Regions from separate parts of the Drosophila melanogaster genome. Here region 1 is linked to region 2. A link is a contact called in public Hi-C data. All regions are on one chromosome and are shown on one strand. The core of a region is the stretch at or near the end of the contact, and the rest is flanking DNA. Distances in the headings are between cores, read along the strand shown. Region 1 holds the start of Sec3 (Secretory 3). Region 2 holds the start of CG7692.

Region 1 (3,787 bases), core at 48-2,547, 73 kb before region 2:
TGGAGCAGAAAGAACTGAAATCAGGTGGCGGTGAGCAGGACGAGAACAAACAAGAGTCCGATTCCGAACAGGAGGAGGAGGAAGATCCGGAGGCGGCGTTGGATGATGAGATGGACGAGGACAACGACTACGGTGCAACGTACTTTGATAATGGAGAAGCCTTCAATGATGAGGACGACAACTTGGACGATGGTCCCGTTTACTGAGACAAATAAAACCATCGAACTGATTACTTTCGGATCTGTGATTTACTATGTCGCCACTTTAAGCTTATTTAACACAAATGTTGGATTAATTTACACGTAAGGGAACGCTGGCTTAGTCCAGGCTCTTGGGCGCGTAGTAGTTGAAGTGGATGATACCAGAAGATTTCACCTGCAAAGCGTATTTCAATAAGACCGATATGGGATGGAAGGAATATGGCAGCCACTTACGAATCCAATAGTGCCGGCCAGGACGAGAATGCCAGTGATGAGCGCGGCATTGTACTTGGCGTTCTTCTGGCTGTGCTGCTCCTTCCAGTCTCCAGCGGGCACGGGCAGATCGTTCATGGTGGAGTGGGGACCATGTCCACCGTGGTAAGCGGCACGCGACAAAGCGCCAGCTGAAATGAGAGAACAAGAAAGAATATTCAAGTGATTGGTTTTAAAAAGGGGGTAATCCCAACGAAATGCAACTTGGTTAATGATCTCATCCAAGTTTCTTCCGATATCTGTTTGGCTAATTCTGATAATATCCATGGCTATGCTGAAGATTGGTGGGTGAACCATTCCTTCGCAGTTCCTTGAAGTTTCTCCCTTTGCTTATCCACATTATGTAATTTTTAAGGTTAGCAGTTTTGCTGAAAAGAGGTGTTGGGCCACTCCAACTCACCGTTCTTGAGCAGAAGCCCCTGCTTGACAATGTGCTTAACCAACATGATTGCTCGAAAGTAGCTGGAAATGGGTAAATATGGGTTTATTTTCACTGCCAATACTTTTTCGCATTATAACTCACCCGAAGATTACCTTGTGTTGAACAGTGTGACCGTTGTGTTGTTATAGAATAATATCTACCCTACAGTTGGGATGAGATCACGAGCTGCATACTTGTTATTACCTACGATGCGATGAAACCTTCAATGTATCTATTATACTGAAATGTTTAAATAACAATATGATTTAATACATTTTAATTGGTTTCTGTAGTCTTAGCATATTTTTGCTATGTGACTTTTAACCACGTAAAGAACACTCACGCAATGCGCTCATCCCCAACCGATAGTCTGTAAACGCCTCTGCAGAAGCTCTGTTAAATCAGCTGTTGGTGCGGAGGCGTTCTCCAATTGCTAATTGCAAGTGCAAACAACTGGCCAGTTGTTGATTCTTGAAAGGACTTTATTCGAGACCAGTGCATCCCGAAGATATACCCAGCCATGCTGTCCATTGGCGCTATGGCCAACATCAAGCACACGCTGCAGAAGGAACTCTTCTTGGCCTCCGGAGAACGCCTCCTTTCTGTGGTGACGGTGGTCAAGAAGAAGGACAAGAAGCCGTGCTACCTTTGCGTTGTCACCACGGCGCCACCGGTACCCGTGGTCACTTTGTGCCTGATCAAACAGTCGGAGCAGCGCGAGGGCGAATACAAGCGCAAGCGGAGCTGGCAGCTGGACGAGATTAAGTGGGTTGACGGCCGGAACGAGCAGTTCGAGACGCACGAGTTCGATCTGCAGTTGGAAAAGCTGTACAAATGGTACGCCCTTAACCCTCACGAGCGCCAAAACTTTCTGGCCGTGCTCAATCGCCAAATCCAAAAAAGCGTGCGTGGCCAGCGGGCGGAATTCCGGAATGTGCCCGCAGCGTGGTTGTCGGAGAAGTCGCCGGAAAAGGTGGCATTGGGCAGAGCGGTTCAGAAGACGCAACACATGGACGACGAGGAGGACGAAGAGGAGGAGGCCCAGGAGTTTACCGCTCTGACGGACAAAGAGGCCAATGAGCTGGGCAAACTTTTCTCCGAGTGCGACTTCGCCATTAAAGATGCTGAGCAGTTCATAGAGCAGCTGTCGCGTGAGCTCCACGATTTGGATGGGGTTAGTAAATTGGGCTTGTCCACCGTGTATACATTACTCATAATTTCTTATCTCGCAGGCCAATATGCAAAGTGTACTTGCCTCGGAACAGAAGGTTCTGAAAATGATGGAACACATCGACAATGCTATCTCCGAGGCGGATAAGTTTGAAAACCGTCTTGATAGCTACGAGGACATTCTGGGGCATGTCAAGGAAACCATGGAGAAAATTGGAGGCAAAAATGCCATGATCGAAATTGCCAACAATAACAATATCAAGCTTATGAAGGAGCTCAACAAAGTCATAGTGCGTATTCTTAGTGTACTCAATTTTATACTGTTTAATAATTCTGCTACTTCTGCAGAGTCAACTGGATCTGCCGCACAGCCAGCAGCAGGCTCTGGATGAACCCGATTTAAAGACCGCCAATGGACGCAAAGCAGCCATTGCAGCTGCTCAGTGCCTGCAACAGGCAATGAACAGCGATATAGATCCTGCTCTGCTGCGTTTGGAGGCGGTGCAGGACCAACGCAAGCGCTTTGAAAAGTGGAAACAAAAATTCTCTGCCACGGTCAGTCGGTTTATGAACAACCTCTTCATCCACCTGGGCAATGAAATAGGAGACATGCAGGTGACTAGCACTGAACTTACGCTGCCTAACCATTCCAACGTCCATCGGGAACTGACGCCTTATACTGAGCTGATGCACTGGACAAAAGCCATGGATCGGAAGACCTACGATGGTCTAATGCGTGTGTACACAGCATCGCTGAGCAAGATCTATGACAGGGATGTGAGGAACTTCTTCAATTTGGTAAGACATGAACATGGAAATGTAATAGTTTGTAATCTAAGCTAATCTCGATCACTTCTGATTATTTTATAGGCTAAAATTCAGGTGACGGAAAAGCTTCGTAATTCTCGGGAGGATCTGGACATGTCTACGTCTTCAAGAAAGTCCGCAGTTTCCACAATACCTTATGGCACACTGGGAATCAACAGGGATCAGTGGGGTCCCGGTGTAGAGACAGCGGATCGAATGCGTTTTGATGCATTGTTGGAAAAGGTTCTAGCTGAGCTGGAACCCATCGCCCTGCAGGAACAGCTTTTCTGCATCAACTTTTTTCAGATGGACGTTATTAGTCCAACGACAAAGAACACACAGACTACGTTGGAGATGGAAAAGGCGGTGGATATGACACAGTCAATCATATCAGGAGCGGTTTCGCCATCAGGTGATGGTGTTCCGCAGAAGCGGATTGACCGTCAAATTAACGAAGATGTGCGTAAACTGATGATGGGCCTTTTCGGTTGCCTAGAACCAGAGCTAGTTAGCTTCATCCAGAGCTTTGAGCGTGTAGACAGCTTGTAAGTAAACAATATAGTAATGGAGTAAGGAGTAATTAACAAATTTGTTTTCGTAGCTACTCTCTGTACGTTTTTGTGCGACTTACGCAGCACGTCATGTCCGCCCAGGACACACATTCCTTTCTTAGCATGACCTTCGCTTCCGCCTTGGTGCAGGTGAAGCGGAGCTTCGACCGCTTTATGCAGAACCAACTACTGTCTATCCGGGAGGCAAAGCTGCACAAACGTTCTAAGGCCATTCTGCCGTATGTGGAAAACTTTGAAAACTTTGCCCAAACTGCAGAGGGCATATTTCGGAAATCGGATCGCCGAACGGACATGGAGAAGTGGTACTTGCAGCTGGTGAATGCCATATTTGAGGGCATCCAACT
Region 2 (4,126 bases), core at 971-3,470:
AATTATCTATTACAAAGCCTCGATTTTCATCTCTTACAAAAACAGTCAAGAGGTATAGATGACCGATTAGTGTAATTGAGTTTTTATCCCCTTCAAAGGACACAAATTGATCATTTTCGTGTGCTTTCACCCAAGCAGCCAGCATCCGAAGCGCCAGCTGTTTCACGGCCTCAAAGTTGCCGGCATTAAAGAGCTGTATTAGCCGCAGCAGGGCCAGAGATATCCCTTCCTGTATCAGGAAAGCAACTTCTAAGAAATTGACTATGATTAGATAAATCCTTCGGGAAAAATAGTAATTGCTTGCCTTCTCCTGATGCCGCAGGAACTGGGTGCTCGATGGCGTGGTGTTTGTTCAGCTTCAGGTTAAGGAATAGCTGCTGCAGGTAGGGCAGGCTCCAGGGCCTTGTCTGGAACTGCAGAACGTACGACCAGTTGAAATTGGCCAGTTCACCAATCTGGTAGAACGACGGCACCGCTTTGGTGAGGCTGTAGAGCAATAGTTGCTTAAGGCCTTCGGAGCAGGTCTTCCACTCCTGGCTAAACCAAATCAGCAGCGAGTGGTGCGCTAAAACCCGCACCATGTGACGCAGCGCTGGGTCCTTTAAGGACTCGGAATCCCTGGTGGGCAGATGGCACACCTCCCATCCGTAGATTAACTGCGACAACCGGTCATTGCCCATTAGCTCAAACACATCCACATCGCTGTGCGCATTGCAGAATACAAACATTTTCTGTAGATCAAGATTTAAGCCATTAAAACAGGGAGTTCAGGATATATGTCCAAAGCGTGTCCTTACCGCCGAGAACTCATCGTACTCCAGTTTCTCCGCACAATCCAGGAACTTTTCTGCATCGTGCACATCCTGAGAAAATATTAGATCCATTCCGCAGTACCTAATTCATGACAATCCTGCGAAAAGTCGATTTGTTTTTCAGCCGGCTTGTACTTAGTTTTATTTAGCTTGCAACAGCTGACGCCGATTACCGTAAGTGGATGGTTTTAAACATAGTGGCAGCGCTATCTCGAGGTTCATGTACTCGCTAAACCACGAGACTAGCTGTAATTGCTGAATGGGGAAGGTGAACTCGCTAGGGCCATTGTTGCCAACTTAAATTTATCTCGCAGGCAAAAGTAATTGAACAATACATTTGAAAAAAATACAACAAAAATATATGCACTTTGTAAATGCAATAAGGAATGGAATTTTTTTTTAGCTATATATATAATCGATATTTATTCCTATGGTTGACTTTATTTTAATTTTTTTATATTATCGTATAAGTATGATCAACGTACATACATACGTATAAACGTATGATATTACAAATTTTTCAATGTAATAAAAATTCTAACGTAGTAAATATTCCATAGTTGAAATCCGTTTCTTTGCATTTGTACATATAGAAATTGTCCTGATACTATGTTAGGAAAAGGAAACCAGCTTCCTTTTGTTAAACTTACCTTAAGTCCCTTTCAACAGACCTCGCATTCCTCTCGAAGATCGAAATTTCTGGAAACTTTCTAAAAACACGAAAAACGCGACGAAAACTTACCCGGGCGAAAACACGCGGATTTTTTATATGTATATTAACTGCTTGGTTGACTACCAACAAAAACTGAACACGTGTTCATCTATAAAATAATTAAATACTCAGTTATGAAATTGATTTTGTATAAAAGTAATGAAACAGCTAAAATGTAATTAACTTGTTAATTATGAAACCACTCAGATATGTACAACATTCGATTCATGAACAGGACATTTTGGAAGATTTGCCAAATTATTTGCCATCTTGAAAGCTGGGACCACCTATGAATGCACGTGCGACGAGCACATTTGTAGGCCCTGATAGAACATAACCTAGACTACTGCGGAAAAAGAAATTGTTCACAACGCGCAGAGCAGCAAAAGTTTAGATGCCGTCGCCAAACCACTTTTATCATCAATTGCCACATCTGAACTGCCAGGAGCGAATTTTTGAAGGAATTCGAAGCAGCAACATGGGAGCTACAAGCACCACGATGCGGCCACTAGGATGGCAATGTGCAACCGGACTGAAGCAGCAAAAAGTCGGAAAAAAACTCTGGGAATTGTATCAATATTGATCTGATGCTTTAGGCTATTGGTTAAACATTAAGTGCAATCGCAAATTATTCACTACAATACCGGACTGACAAATGATTTTGTATTTAAATTGGAACTGGTGAACTTCGACGAGAATGAAACGCAACTAACCAATTTTCTTATTGAAGTGACGCGATAATTATTGAAATGACAAGCAATTAACATATAAGCCTATCGATATACAGTCTTGAGAAGCACATAAAGACATCTTAAGGTGCGACATTGAAATCTTTCAAAATTACCATCACTTAATATGTAGAAAAATAATTGTTATAATGATTTTTCAAGGGAATTTGGCCTGACTTATAAAACACGAAAAATAAATGCACATGTGTTATGAGAAATTTGGCTTGCTTAGAAATTCGAAACCAATAAGTACTCCAATACACCCACTATTCCAACGCAGTGATTTCTTGCACGGACATAAGAGTTCTGAAGCACGTTTGCCTTGACCCCGGGACATTGTGTTCCCCATGTCTTGCGAATGTCCTGGCTGCCCCGGCCTTTGTTGTCCAGATGGCATATGCAAAGTGCAAACAAATTATTATTAGCTGCCAACAGCGCCAGCTACATCATCTTCACAATGGAAGCACCGAGGGATTCCCACACAAATGTGGCGTCCAGGAGAACGGAAAAGGCGTTTGGTCAGGGCGGGGCTTCGCTGCATTCTCCCATTGTACGGCCAAAGTTCCGCCTTTAAGGCGAACCCATTTAATTCACTTTGTCACCATGCAAATGAAACATTAGTGGTGACGTATCCAAATGGATCGCTCAAAGGTCTCCGTCGGATGCCTGCAATTAGGCCAGACACGTAAATGGAAATGATTTACAATCGTTTGGGCGTCTGTTGCTTCTGTTGCTCCTGCTGCAATTCACTTACCATCAAGTGCACTGAGAAAAATCCCTTTCAGCATGGATAATATAAAAGGTAAATATTAAAAGAAATAATATTACTTTAATAACAGATATGTATTGTTCAATTTAATTTGCAACCAACATCCAATCTTCGTGTATTACCTTATGAATGTCCTTTTCTACGGTATAATTAATACTTTTTCATTTCTAAATAAGCACATTCCATCATCTATAAACATTTGATTTTCTCGCTAAAGAGCGTCATAATCGATCAAGTTTTTTATTAGTGCTGCGGAGGAACGGACACATGTAGCTGTCATCGGCGTTGAGAGTCGGCAGCGATTTATCAGTGGCCAAATCAATTAGTAACTACGTAGCTTATCTCCTGGATGGACGAACTCTGCAGCGCTCCAATGGTGCGGGTGCGGGTGGGGTCCCATGGCCCATTCATTATACGCACCGGCAGAGGAGTGTCATAAATATTCCCATCATCGTTTATTCGGCGTCCCATCAAATGGCCACAAATGAAAACCTGTTGATGTGCCCGCATAGAAAGCGATACGCTGCAACGCACACACACACACACACACACAACACAACACCACACAGCGCAACACACACTCCCACTTGACATCTTTGGGACGTCAGTTGTAATTGAAGAAGCTCTTTTTATCCTTCGTTTTTTAGCAACAAAACGAAGGAGGCGCTGTGTCGCCATAAATATTCATGAAGCACTAAAAGGGTTCTCCTCCGGATCCTAAGCATCCTGCTGTGGAGTCGCATTCAGGATGGAGCTGTGGGCATAGGTACATCGGTGGTTGGTAAGTGGCGAGAATCGTATTTGTGTTTGGTCAATTGCCACCCGGTGACAAAGAAATGCAATATGCAATATGCTGTCGTCAGTCGTTCCATTTGCTCCATTGTAAGTGTGCGGAGTGTTTAATTTTAAATGCCCCAAGGAGTGCGTGTACCTGAATTTGAATGAGTACAAGGCTCGGTTTCCCCAGGGGATCGACAATGGTCTCCGCCATTGTCGGATGGTGGGAGTCAGAGCAAACAATCGCGCATGTGTGCCCTAAACTTGGGGTTTCTCCTCACTCACCCACACACACACACGCACACACACATTACGCTCGCTTACACTT

What was found. Hi-C and Micro-C count contacts between places; a contact is called where the count stands out from the background.
Region 1: a Hi-C map of the Kc167 cell line shows a contact between it and region 2, with 3 times the contacts expected there. A contact is called at or near these places in 23 of 107 Hi-C or Micro-C datasets (the Clone 8 cell line, the D17-c3 cell line, the Kc167 cell line and 8 more) and 3 of 7 datasets of targeted methods (the Kc167 cell line and the S2 cell line).

Annotation. Positions count from the first base shown.
Region 1 is chr3L:17,422,727-17,426,513 of dm6, reverse strand. It overlaps Sec3 (Secretory 3), which reads left to right and starts at 1,297. Exons shown (of 6, transcript NM_140719.4): 1 at 1,297-2,068; 2 at 2,127-2,354; 3 at 2,413-2,862; 4 at 2,935-3,416; 5 at 3,473-3,787. The coding sequence starts at 1,415. It overlaps COX7B (Cytochrome c oxidase subunit 7B), which reads right to left and starts at 1,037. Exons shown (of 4, transcript NM_144156.4): 1 at 997-1,037; 2 at 874-935; 3 at 435-604; 4 at 232-375. The coding sequence starts at 919. The coding sequence ends at 319. Polr3G (RNA polymerase III subunit G) reads left to right here. Exons shown (of 3, transcript NM_176344.2): 3 at 1-228. The coding sequence ends at 206.
Region 2 is chr3L:17,349,916-17,354,041 of dm6, reverse strand. CG7692 reads right to left here and starts at 2,220. Exons shown (of 7, transcript NM_001316448.1): 1 at 1,463-2,220; 2 at 798-910; 3 at 305-731; 4 at 1-249. The coding sequence starts at 884.